Linked DNA regions of Zea mays: region 2 is linked to region 1. A link is a contact called in public Hi-C data. All regions are on one chromosome and are shown on one strand. Each heading gives the region's core, a stretch centred on a gene start, on an enhancer-like site or on the middle of the called end of the contact. The rest is flanking DNA. Distances are from core to core; before and after follow the strand shown. Region 1 holds the start of LOC100502161 (jasmonate-regulated gene 21). Region 2 overlaps LOC100382706 (Protein ESKIMO 1).

Region 1 (5,014 bases), core at 1,305-3,804:
TAGAGGTTTTTACCCATTAACATACCCGCGGGTAGAGAAATCATCCCGTACCCGCCTTCATATCGGGTAAAACCCGTCGGGTATTCGGGTTTCGGGTACCCATTGCCATCTCTAGCTCTAGGGCATTTACAGTAGGGGACCCCCCTCCTGGTCTTTCAAAAAAAGGTGCTCTAGGCGTGAGGGCCGCCGAGGGCTTATACCATTAGGTGCCCTAGTTTGCTTGGCACAAGGGGACTCGGTGGCTTATGTTTGTATGCCACGGGATAAAGTTTTGAAGAATTAATTTAAAGGATGCCCCCGCATAAACCTACACATAGATGAGGCCCTCCTAGTTGTTGGCCAAAGGAGGTCCTGAGGCCACATCCTCGGGAGTATTATTCTCTCCATGGTGGGTCCTGAAGTCAGTCTCCCGAGTCAGGGAATGGTCTTCCCTGAATGCTAATTGTTACTAGTTAAACTCACTAGTATGCAAATTATGTACTTTAAAAATTCTACACGAGTGTGTGGGGAAGCACGGTGGAGAGGACGCAAGTACGGAGATGCAAGGCGACAACTATCGGTGTTTAGCACTAACAACACACTATGAGATATACCATAGAGTGATTTTGTGGTCGGCGAAGTCGACGGTAGCTCGATGGTTCGTGCTAAGCACGATAGAACACGATCGAGGATCTATACAGGTTTGGGCCACTAAGAAGCGTAATACCATACATCATGTGTGCTGTTGAGATGGAATTGCTCTTGGGGTCTAAGGTTATAGAGTTGACGAGAACTATGCTCTAGCTATGCCTAATCGAGGATCCAATTGTTTTGTAGGGATCCCTAACCCACCTTATATCCGACAGAATTAGGGTTTACATGGTTAAGTAGATCGCTATTGCTATGCCTTCATCTAAGGAGTTGACTCAGACTAATTCGCAAGTGTGTGAATCTCTATCCGGCTTATCTTGTCTTATGCATGCACGGGAGTTGGTTACGATGCCTTCACACCCACGTATTCGAGTTCTGCATCATCCTTTGGCCGAGTTCGACTAATCAGTCTTCGAGGTTTATCTCTCTAGCCCACTGAGGTACTATAACGGTCCACAGACTGAATCTGGGTCGCGAGGACCCAGTGGATATATATACCCGACAGCAGCTGGCCACAATACTTCTTTGGAACGTCGGGAGATGTCCGTTCACGATCGTGGTGGAAACGAGCGTTGCGGTGGCGGAGAGGACTGTTAGTGTATGTGTGGGCCCGAAGGACGGCGGGACTGCGATGGCGGAGAGGGTTGTTGGTGTATGCGTGGGTCCGAAGGACGGTGGGACTTCGGTGGCGGAGAGGGTTGTTGGTGTATGCGTGGGTCCGAAGGACGGCGGGAGAGGGTGTGTTTTTGGATGGAAGTGGCATATACAAAGCAAGGGAGACAATGACTATGGAGGTAATGGCCACACTAATAGCTTGTTCAGTTATGGGTGGATTGAGGGGGATTAAATCTTGAGGATTTATGTCTCCAATCACTCTCAATCCATCCATAACCAAACATAAATCCTTAGGATTTAATCCCTCTCAATTCACTCATAACGGAACAAGTTCTAAAGATGTCTGACCTTCGTAAGATTTGTGGAGCCAAGGTGGGTGCCTCGTCAGTGTCATAGCATCAACAACGGGAACACACCGAACACAAATATATACAACATGACAACATCGACGTTGTTGTCTATGACACCAAACTATTTTAGCTCGACTCTATAGCTGCATTTGACGCCAACCTCTATGGTCCAGAATCAAGATTTTGACTAGCAAGGATATAAATGTGATTTTTTTCTGGAAAAAAAGGATTAAATTAAAATCGGTCGGACCGGACGAGAGGCTAATAGGTGCCTGTTTGGTTCAGCTTTTTTCTGACCAGCTTTTCTGAGAATCTGGCTGTGGGGAGAATCTGGCTGTAGGGAGAATCTGAGTATCATTACGATTACGTGTGGAGGAAGATAAAGTTATTCATAGGGCTTAGGATCTAGAAAGTGACGGATTCCTACTATTACAACGACTCAACCGATTATATGTTTATGTTGATTTTGGATGGTTTTTGCCCCAACGAATTTTATAGAAGCTGACTGAAAAGCTGAGCGTTTGGCAGTTCGCAGCAGCTTTTGGTGGCCAGAAGCTGCCAGAAGCCAAAACAAACAGGGTCTAGTAGTAGTACGTTTACAACCCAGTCCAGCTGCCCATCCAGTGGTCAGCATCAGCCACAGCCGATCCGGCACAAACAAAACAATAATAACGCACAAAAAACACGTTTCAACCCTTTTTGGCTTTTGGTCCCCCGCGGTGCCCAGCCGTCAGCTGTGTGCGTCGCTCTCGCCGCTCGCCCCCCGGTCCCCGCGGCCGCGCGGATCGACAACCAGACCAGGCGAGCATGTCCGCCCAGAGGACCGAACAAAGCAGAGCTACCACCTACCAGCAGCTCGATCGCTGGCATTGTTTTTTTTCTCTCGTAAACGTCTCTTTCCATCTCTGACTATATATACCCCTGTTGGGTCTCGATCTCACTAGCTAATTAAGCCATCCAAAGCATCAAGGGGCCGGCCCAAGCACACCGCAGGCTCAGCCGTCCACCTCTTTCTCTCACTCTCTCTTCAAGAACTACTCGAGGTCTAGCTAGCTAATTGACCCAGTACGTAACGTTCCCTTGTAGTACGTTCTCTCTACTCTCGCTGGTATTCTAGCGAATCAAGCTCATCATCAGCTTGATCAAACGTGTTTTGATTGGCACAGCACGCGTCGTCCATACCTCACCCTCATCATCTCCACACTGCATGTGCATGAGTCGTTGTCGTCGTCGTCAGTCGCCACACCGGCATTCCCATGATCCCATCTCGTGCCATGTCGCGCTCCATTTAATTCCCGAGCAAGATCGGAGACCGATCCCCTCCTCGTGTTTTCCCCCACCTTTTTCGCGCGTTGAATGCATATGCCGTAGTCACCTAGTTTCCCACGTACTGTACGTCGTATAGGACCCAGAACCCAGTATGGCAGTATGCACTTCTTCCTCGCTCTCAGCAGCATGCGCCGATCGTTAATTCTTTTCACTGTTTGCATGCATATAGGCTGCGCGCGGCGGCAGGGAAGGGACGATATAGATACACACAGATGGCGGACTGCATGCAGGAGTGGCCGGAGCCCGTCGTCCGCGTGCAGGCGCTGGCCGAGAGCGGCCTGTCCGTCATCCCGCGCTGCTACGTCAAGCCGCCGTGCGACCGCCCCGCCGTGTCCCCGGCGGCGGCAACGACAGTCCAGGAGACCACGGAGCCCTCGGACATGAGCATTCCGGTCGTCGATCTCGGCGCGCTGCTGGCGGCGGACGGCGGCGCCGCCGTCACCGAGGCCGTCGCCGCCGCGTGCCGGGAGTGGGGCTTCTTCCAGGTGGTCGGCCACGGGGTGCGCCCCGAGCTGTTGCGCGCGGCGCGGGAGGCCTGGCGCGGCTTCTTCCGCCGCCCGCTCGCGGAGAGGCAGCGCTACGCCAACTCGCCCCGCACGTACGAGGGCTACGGCAGCCGCCTCGGCGTCCAGAAGGGCGCCGCCCTCGACTGGGGCGACTACTTCTTCCTCCACCTCGCGCCGGAGGCGGCCAAGAGCACGCCCAAGTTCTGGCCGGCCGTGCCCGGCAACTGCAAGTACGCCCACTTCCAAATTTCGTACCCTTCTTCTTGGAAAAAAATTTGTTGCAGTCCGGCTGCAAACCAGGCTGTTTGCAGCCCCTCACAAAAAGGAGGATAGGTCCCACCCGCAGGTAAATAATACAACTAAAACGTTATCTGGTGGACCTGCAGGTGGGGCCTATCCACCTTTTTGTGAGGGGCTGCAAATAGCCTGGTTTGCAGCCGGGCTGCAACAAATTTTAGCGTGCCTTCCCATCATGCATGTGCATGCATTTAGAGCTGTGGCGATGTTGTTATGTACTAGGTAATCAACACGAGGCTAGCTCCGATTCCATCCCGTTTGGAACACATGCATGAAATAATTTCTGGCTATCGAGGAGAATTGAACTGTTCTTATGAAACTTTCATTAATTATGTGTAGGAGTACTATATAAGGTGCTGCTACATAGACCCCCCGGCCCCTAGGAAGAGTGGGCTAGCTTGAGTTTGATTGAACCCTGCAAGCTTTGAGATTCACCTTTTCTTCTGTTTGGGCATATGCCTATATGGAAGAAAAAGTGAATCTCAAAGTTTCACAGTTCAACATTTTAGATGATGCTATATATAGTTCATATGATTATATGGCTTTGTTTTTTGTGTATATATTAAATACAATATGTTTAAACAAGAGTGTGTAGAAAAAGGATGTCCTTGGCAAAAAAATGTTTTTTATCAGTGACATACTGCGAAAACTACACAGCTATATTTAATTGTTCTATCCTTAATGAACACATATTTAGGATTAATGATGTTTTACCAGAGAGAACGACAGTGCACTGACTGTTAGGAAATAGATTAACGTAACTGTCCCTGCCCATGCATGCCGTACTTCTCCAGCAACCATTACATCTTGTTCCCTAGTCATTGGGTGGAGCCGGCCTAAAATGCATAGATAACACTTTTAAGTACTCCATAGAAAACAAGTCCCGCCGTAGCAATGACTCAGCGTCCAAATACAACACGTGCATGAAAAATGGAAAGTAGGTCCATGGTGCTTTCATGCATGCAAAATGCCTAGAGAGCCACAGCGCAACGCATGCAGCTGGTCAAGAATTCCAAAGCTATGGGGGTAGGCGAGTAGCACGGCACCGGGACGTGCTGCTGCTAAATCATAAAAGGGGTGTCCCTGTCGTTGTAGACCTCGTTCCTAGCACGCTTCTACTCCTGCATGCATGCCAGGTGCCAAATTGGCTGTGCTGGGACTGCCCGTTGCTGCAGTAAAAAACCGGCACATACACGTGGTCGAAGGACAAGATTACTGTTAGTTACTGACATGCACGTACGTACAACAGTATAGCTAGTAGCTAGCGGCTCATGTACTGTATTGATG
Region 2 (4,871 bases), core at 1,941-4,440, 280 kb before region 1:
GCGTACCGGAAGGTGCTGACGACGTGGGCGAGCTGGGTGAACGACAACGTCGACCCGGCGCGCACGTCCGTCTTCTTCATGAGCATGTCTCCTCTCCATATCAGGTACCCCGGCCCACTTCCTACTACCTAGTAGCAGTAGTAGTAGTACTTGAAGCTCTTCAACAAACAACGGCTCTTAATTAATTAACGTCGCGACGCGTCACGCACGCGTGTGGGGCGCGCCAGATCCATTGTTCGTTTCGCGTAGCAAAGGGTAAGGTACAGTACATGGCTGCGCGCGCGTGCGTGGTGCACTGGTGCTGGTGCCTGCCGAAGATCCGCATCGAGCTTGTCCCGCTCGAGAGAGACCGTGCAGATCCTATCCTAGTACAGGGCATGGTTTAGTGGCGGAGTGAGCGCGGTGGGTGGTCCCGTGCCGTGGGCGAAACGGCCAGCGCGTTCGCGCGTGGTCTCTTCTGTCTCTCCTTTTGGAGTCGAGAGGGAAAGGGTGCGTCGGGACGAGTACTGGTCGTTATCTTGGGGGACGGGTTTGGAAAATGTCAGAGTAGTAGATCACCCGCCCGGCGCCCGGCGCCCGCTGGTGTTTTGGTTGGGGGGGGGGGGGGGGGGGGGGGGGGGGGGGGGGGGGGGGGGGGGGGGGGGGGGGGGGGGGGGGGGGGCGGCGGACTGACTCGGTATTACCATCTCAAGGGTTTGACGTTTTCAGCCCACGTGTAATACGCTGCATGCATTGCATAGTGGTAGCTGCTCACATGGAGTACCGATCCCAATGAGGAGCATATATATATATATATAGCGGATCGATCACTGCTACTGTACTCCAGCGCTACGGTAACAGATGGTAGACGCGACTTTTTAGACGTCACTTTACTTGGACCAGCACCTTCCCTCAGCTCTAAATCTCAATAATTTGTTAGGGGGAGGGGTCCGAATCCATTTTTTCTGTAGTAGTAGTGTGTTCCGGTACTACAACTCTAGGACAGTTGCGCGTACCTGTCTCATCACATGGGGGGGGGGGGGGGGCGATCGTTTGCACGAACCAACCAGACGTGCCGAAGCTTCCAATTAGATTCTCCTTTGGCCGCCCGGCAGCTGTGCGCGATCCGTGATTAGCCACTGGCACCTTTCTTTGTCCCGCGCCTTGCCGGAATTTTAGGATCTCATTACAGAAGAAGAGTTTTTTTTTTCTTTTTTAAAAAAGTTGGTCCAGTTATCAAATTAACCTCTTCAGTCTGTCCGCGACCACCTTGCGGCCTCAAGGCTACTTGCATCTGACACTTTGCCTTTTTTTTTTTTTTTTTTTTTGCTTTCTAGTTGCGTACTATTGCAGTCTCACTTGATCCCCCTTCTTGAGAGTCAGCACCCAGTTCTTTTAAATTCATCCGTCTCCGGTAGCATCTTTAGCATACGAAATGCCAGTGCTTAACTACTGCTGCCTCGCCTTGCATCGCACGCACGCACTGAGAAACCAATGGGACACACGCGGCCGGCCCCGCTACTGGTAGGATCAAAATGGAATGGAAGGTTGCGTTGGTTACCTGTCGATCGACACGGACAAACAACAATCTGGCCAGCTGGCCCGGGGATGACGCCGTACGAAAGCTCTCACCTAAAACGCTGAGGAACGAAAAACTAAAAATTTAAGGAGTGGGGGGCTGGGGGCTATCAGGGAAGTGATTAGATGCTGAGGTTCCGTGAAGCAAACCGCTTTGAATTGTCCGTCCTGTACTATACACTACTACTACTACTTCTTCTTCTTCTTTTTTTAAACTCGGAGATTCTCCCGTTTGTCTTTGGCGGTTGTTTTATGCAAGAAGGTATTGGAGTGGCTAGACGGAAGCGACGTAGAGAGGTTCGTGTTGTCACTAGCCCGGCTTAGTTTGGTATTGGAGTAGCTGGACGGCAGCGCGCTGTACCTAGAGAGGTTCGTGTTGTCACTAATAGCCGGCTGCAGCCTGCAGAGATGTGTGCTTCTGGTGGTGTTTTTTGTCCTTTGAAGTAGACATATCGGCGGTAGTATCAAGGAGAACCGTTCGGCGCGCCTAGCTCAGAAAGATTCACCGAAATCGTGGACTGTTCCCCTCCTCCATTCGCGGATGCGTCCACGGACGGAGCCTGCGGGTAGTTGGAGGCATGTCACGTCGAAAGATACGGTCGAGGCTCCGCGAACCACACAAGAGAACAAGTGACGATCGCTGCCAAGACTCCTCACTTGCCATACAGAGTACCGCACAACGCATGTTTCGCAATTCACGTCAGACGTAGAAATCCGGATCGATTTTTTTTTTCACCGGCTCATTTGCATTCCTTTATTATTATATATACATATATATCAAGTTTACAAGTTCGGCTTACTGAAAAGTCACCTGACGATCGATGCTCTGGTGTGTTTGTAACAACAACAAACAACAGCCCGCAGGTGTGGGGCAACCCAGACGGGATCCGGTGCGCCAAGGAGACGATGCCGCTGCTGGACTGGCACGGCCCGCTGTGGCTGGGCATGGACTGGGACATGTTCCACCAGGCGAGGAACGTGTCCCGCGGGGGCGGGGCGTCGCCGCGGGTGCCCATCACCTTCCTCGACATCACCACCATGTCGGAGCGGCGCAAGGACGGCCACACCTCCGTGCACACCATCCGCCAGGGGAAGGTGCTGGGCCCCGAGGAGCAGGCCGACCCGGCCACCTACGCCGACTGCATCCACTGGTGCCTGCCCGGCGTGCCCGACATCTGGAACCTCATGCTCTACACCAGGATACTGTCCAGGCCTGCGGTCCAGTTCCAGTGAAACGGCTACAGAGACCGGCACAAGAGGGCCAACCCTTCGGTTCGGCTCGGCTCGCCAATTCCATTTTATTGGCTGCTGGTGGACTGGTTATACACACAATCGTCGGTTCTGAAAGGATTTTTTTTTTTACTCTCTCCTCTTTTTTTTTCTTCATATTTCTCTCTCTCTCTCTGGTCTTTTTCCATGTCGACAGACGCCTTTGGTTGTTTATTATATATATAGGTGGTATAGGTCAGTCAAGTGAAAATGGACTGTAAATGGGCGCGCTGCGACATTGATTATCCCAGATCGATCAAAATGTACATTCGCCGGGGTAACAAAAACCGGAGCAAATATGGTTTACACAGAAACGGGCACTCGCATGCGTCCAGCCTCGTGGGCCGCCTGATGGGCCCGACCCAATTCGGACAGGTTCCGCGCTGCTTTTGGCGTTCAGTTTGGCACTGAAACTCCCGTATCTCCTTTGCCCTGAACGGGATGGATACAGTCAGGTACAAGGTCATCTCGTATTCTACCATAATGTATTTCTCTCGGATACGGGACCGGATACGGGTAGTTAAGATTCAGGACGGATACAGGACGGGACCGGTTAATAATCCGGGCGGGTAAGAAATAGATAACAGATACTACTCGGGTAGGTACCGATAATTGTCGGGTAGTTCGTTCCGATGATATTAATTGTCCAACCACCCAACAAATATATAAATTAAGCAATACATAATCATGTATATGATAGATCAAATGTAGGAAAGGAAACCAATAAATTTGACATCATGGAGTTCAAAGTTACTAATTACAAGGACATTGTAGAACCAACATCGCAATATTAAAAATTCATAAAATATTCTAGTTTCAATCAAAAATTGGAAATAAGTTACAAAAACAAATAAACATTTTATATGAAAATAACTCAAGACCTCATATGAAAATGATAAAGTAAAGTACTGATTACGTTGAAATTTGATACTTATAGTGATTTTACATGTAACTCATACAAATAAGTGAACGTGAAATGGAAGAAACGCGGGCATCTTATAGTTCTTATGATCCAAACATTTTTTATGGTTATATAGGAACATATGTTGTGCCTCCGTAAAGTTTCATGATTTTTTGAGACTATTTATATATTATTAATTTCTTATTGTAGAAAATCATCAAAATACAATTAAATCCATCAAATAACGTAGTGTCGACCAAAAATTACAAATAAGTTAACAATACTAATAAATAGTCTATACAAAGATAACCTTAAGTTCCCACGTGGAGATAACCTTAAGCCCTCCACATAAAAATAATAAATTATATTAATTTGATATAAATTTGGACATAATTTTAATAATTTTGGCCTAAATATATGTTTAAACAAAAAATGATGTACTACAAAGTTATAGATCTCTTCGAGCTCTACAATTTTTATATAAACTTTATCTTCATCCGATTTCATATGTAAAAGTTATGATTTTATAACTATATTATTATGTAGAAAAAGAAAAAACGGGTACCCGAATTCCGGGTACCCGTATCCGACCCGAATATCCGGGTATTTACCGGGTAGTCCTTGTTCCGTATCCGAAGCTACAGTATCCGGGTACTACCCGTATCCGTCCCGAATATAAAAATACCTGAATCCGTATCCGAAAAAACGGGTATTTGCACTATCCGTATCCGGTATCCGACGGGTATACCCGACCCGTTTTCACCCCTAGCCGGTGGTGCGAGACAAGTGCGAGGGCGGCAAGGTCTCCAACGGCTTTCCGTGCATAGTTACCAATAGTGCTAGACATTTGGTCTATTAGGATAATTTGATTCGGTCTATTCGAGTTTGTGAAATTTTGAGTTCTAAAAAATAAGTACCGAAATTTTCAAAATAATTTTATGAACCAAACCCGAATAGACTCACAATTTTGGTTCGGTCTATCCGGTCCACCGAATAGACCCGAATAGTAGAGATACTAGTATCTTTTGTTCAAATATATAAAATAAATAATTAATTAGAAGTACAATTATTACCACAAGTGACTATAAAAAATAGCATAAAGAGATATATATACTATTGTTAAGATGATACCATATTTTTAGCT

What was found. A called contact is a pair of places that touch in the nucleus more often than the background predicts.
Region 2: a Hi-C map of ear shows a contact between it and region 1, with 1.8 times the contacts expected there. The contact joins the enhancer-like site here to the promoter of LOC100502161 in region 1. A contact is called at or near these places in 2 of 25 Hi-C or Micro-C datasets (ear and tassel).

What each region holds. Positions count from the first base shown.
Region 1 is chr3:187,949,311-187,954,324 of Zm-B73-REFERENCE-NAM-5.0, reverse strand. LOC100502161 (jasmonate-regulated gene 21) reads left to right here and starts at 2,554. Exons shown (of 4, transcript NM_001196639.1): 1 at 2,554-2,660; 2 at 3,094-3,660. The coding sequence starts at 3,137.
Region 2 is chr3:188,225,465-188,230,335 of Zm-B73-REFERENCE-NAM-5.0, reverse strand. It overlaps LOC100382706 (Protein ESKIMO 1), which reads left to right. Exons shown (of 5, transcript NM_001175429.1): 4 at 1-104; 5 at 2,415-3,131. The coding sequence ends at 2,790. Among protein-coding and RNA genes, the nearest start is that of LOC100382706, 4.1 kb to the left of the region's middle. Within about 2 kb of position 3,190, at least 20 of the 20 cell types and tissues checked have an H3K27ac peak or open chromatin away from gene starts, as enhancers often do. A contact at or near this core is called in ear and tassel, where this site is marked.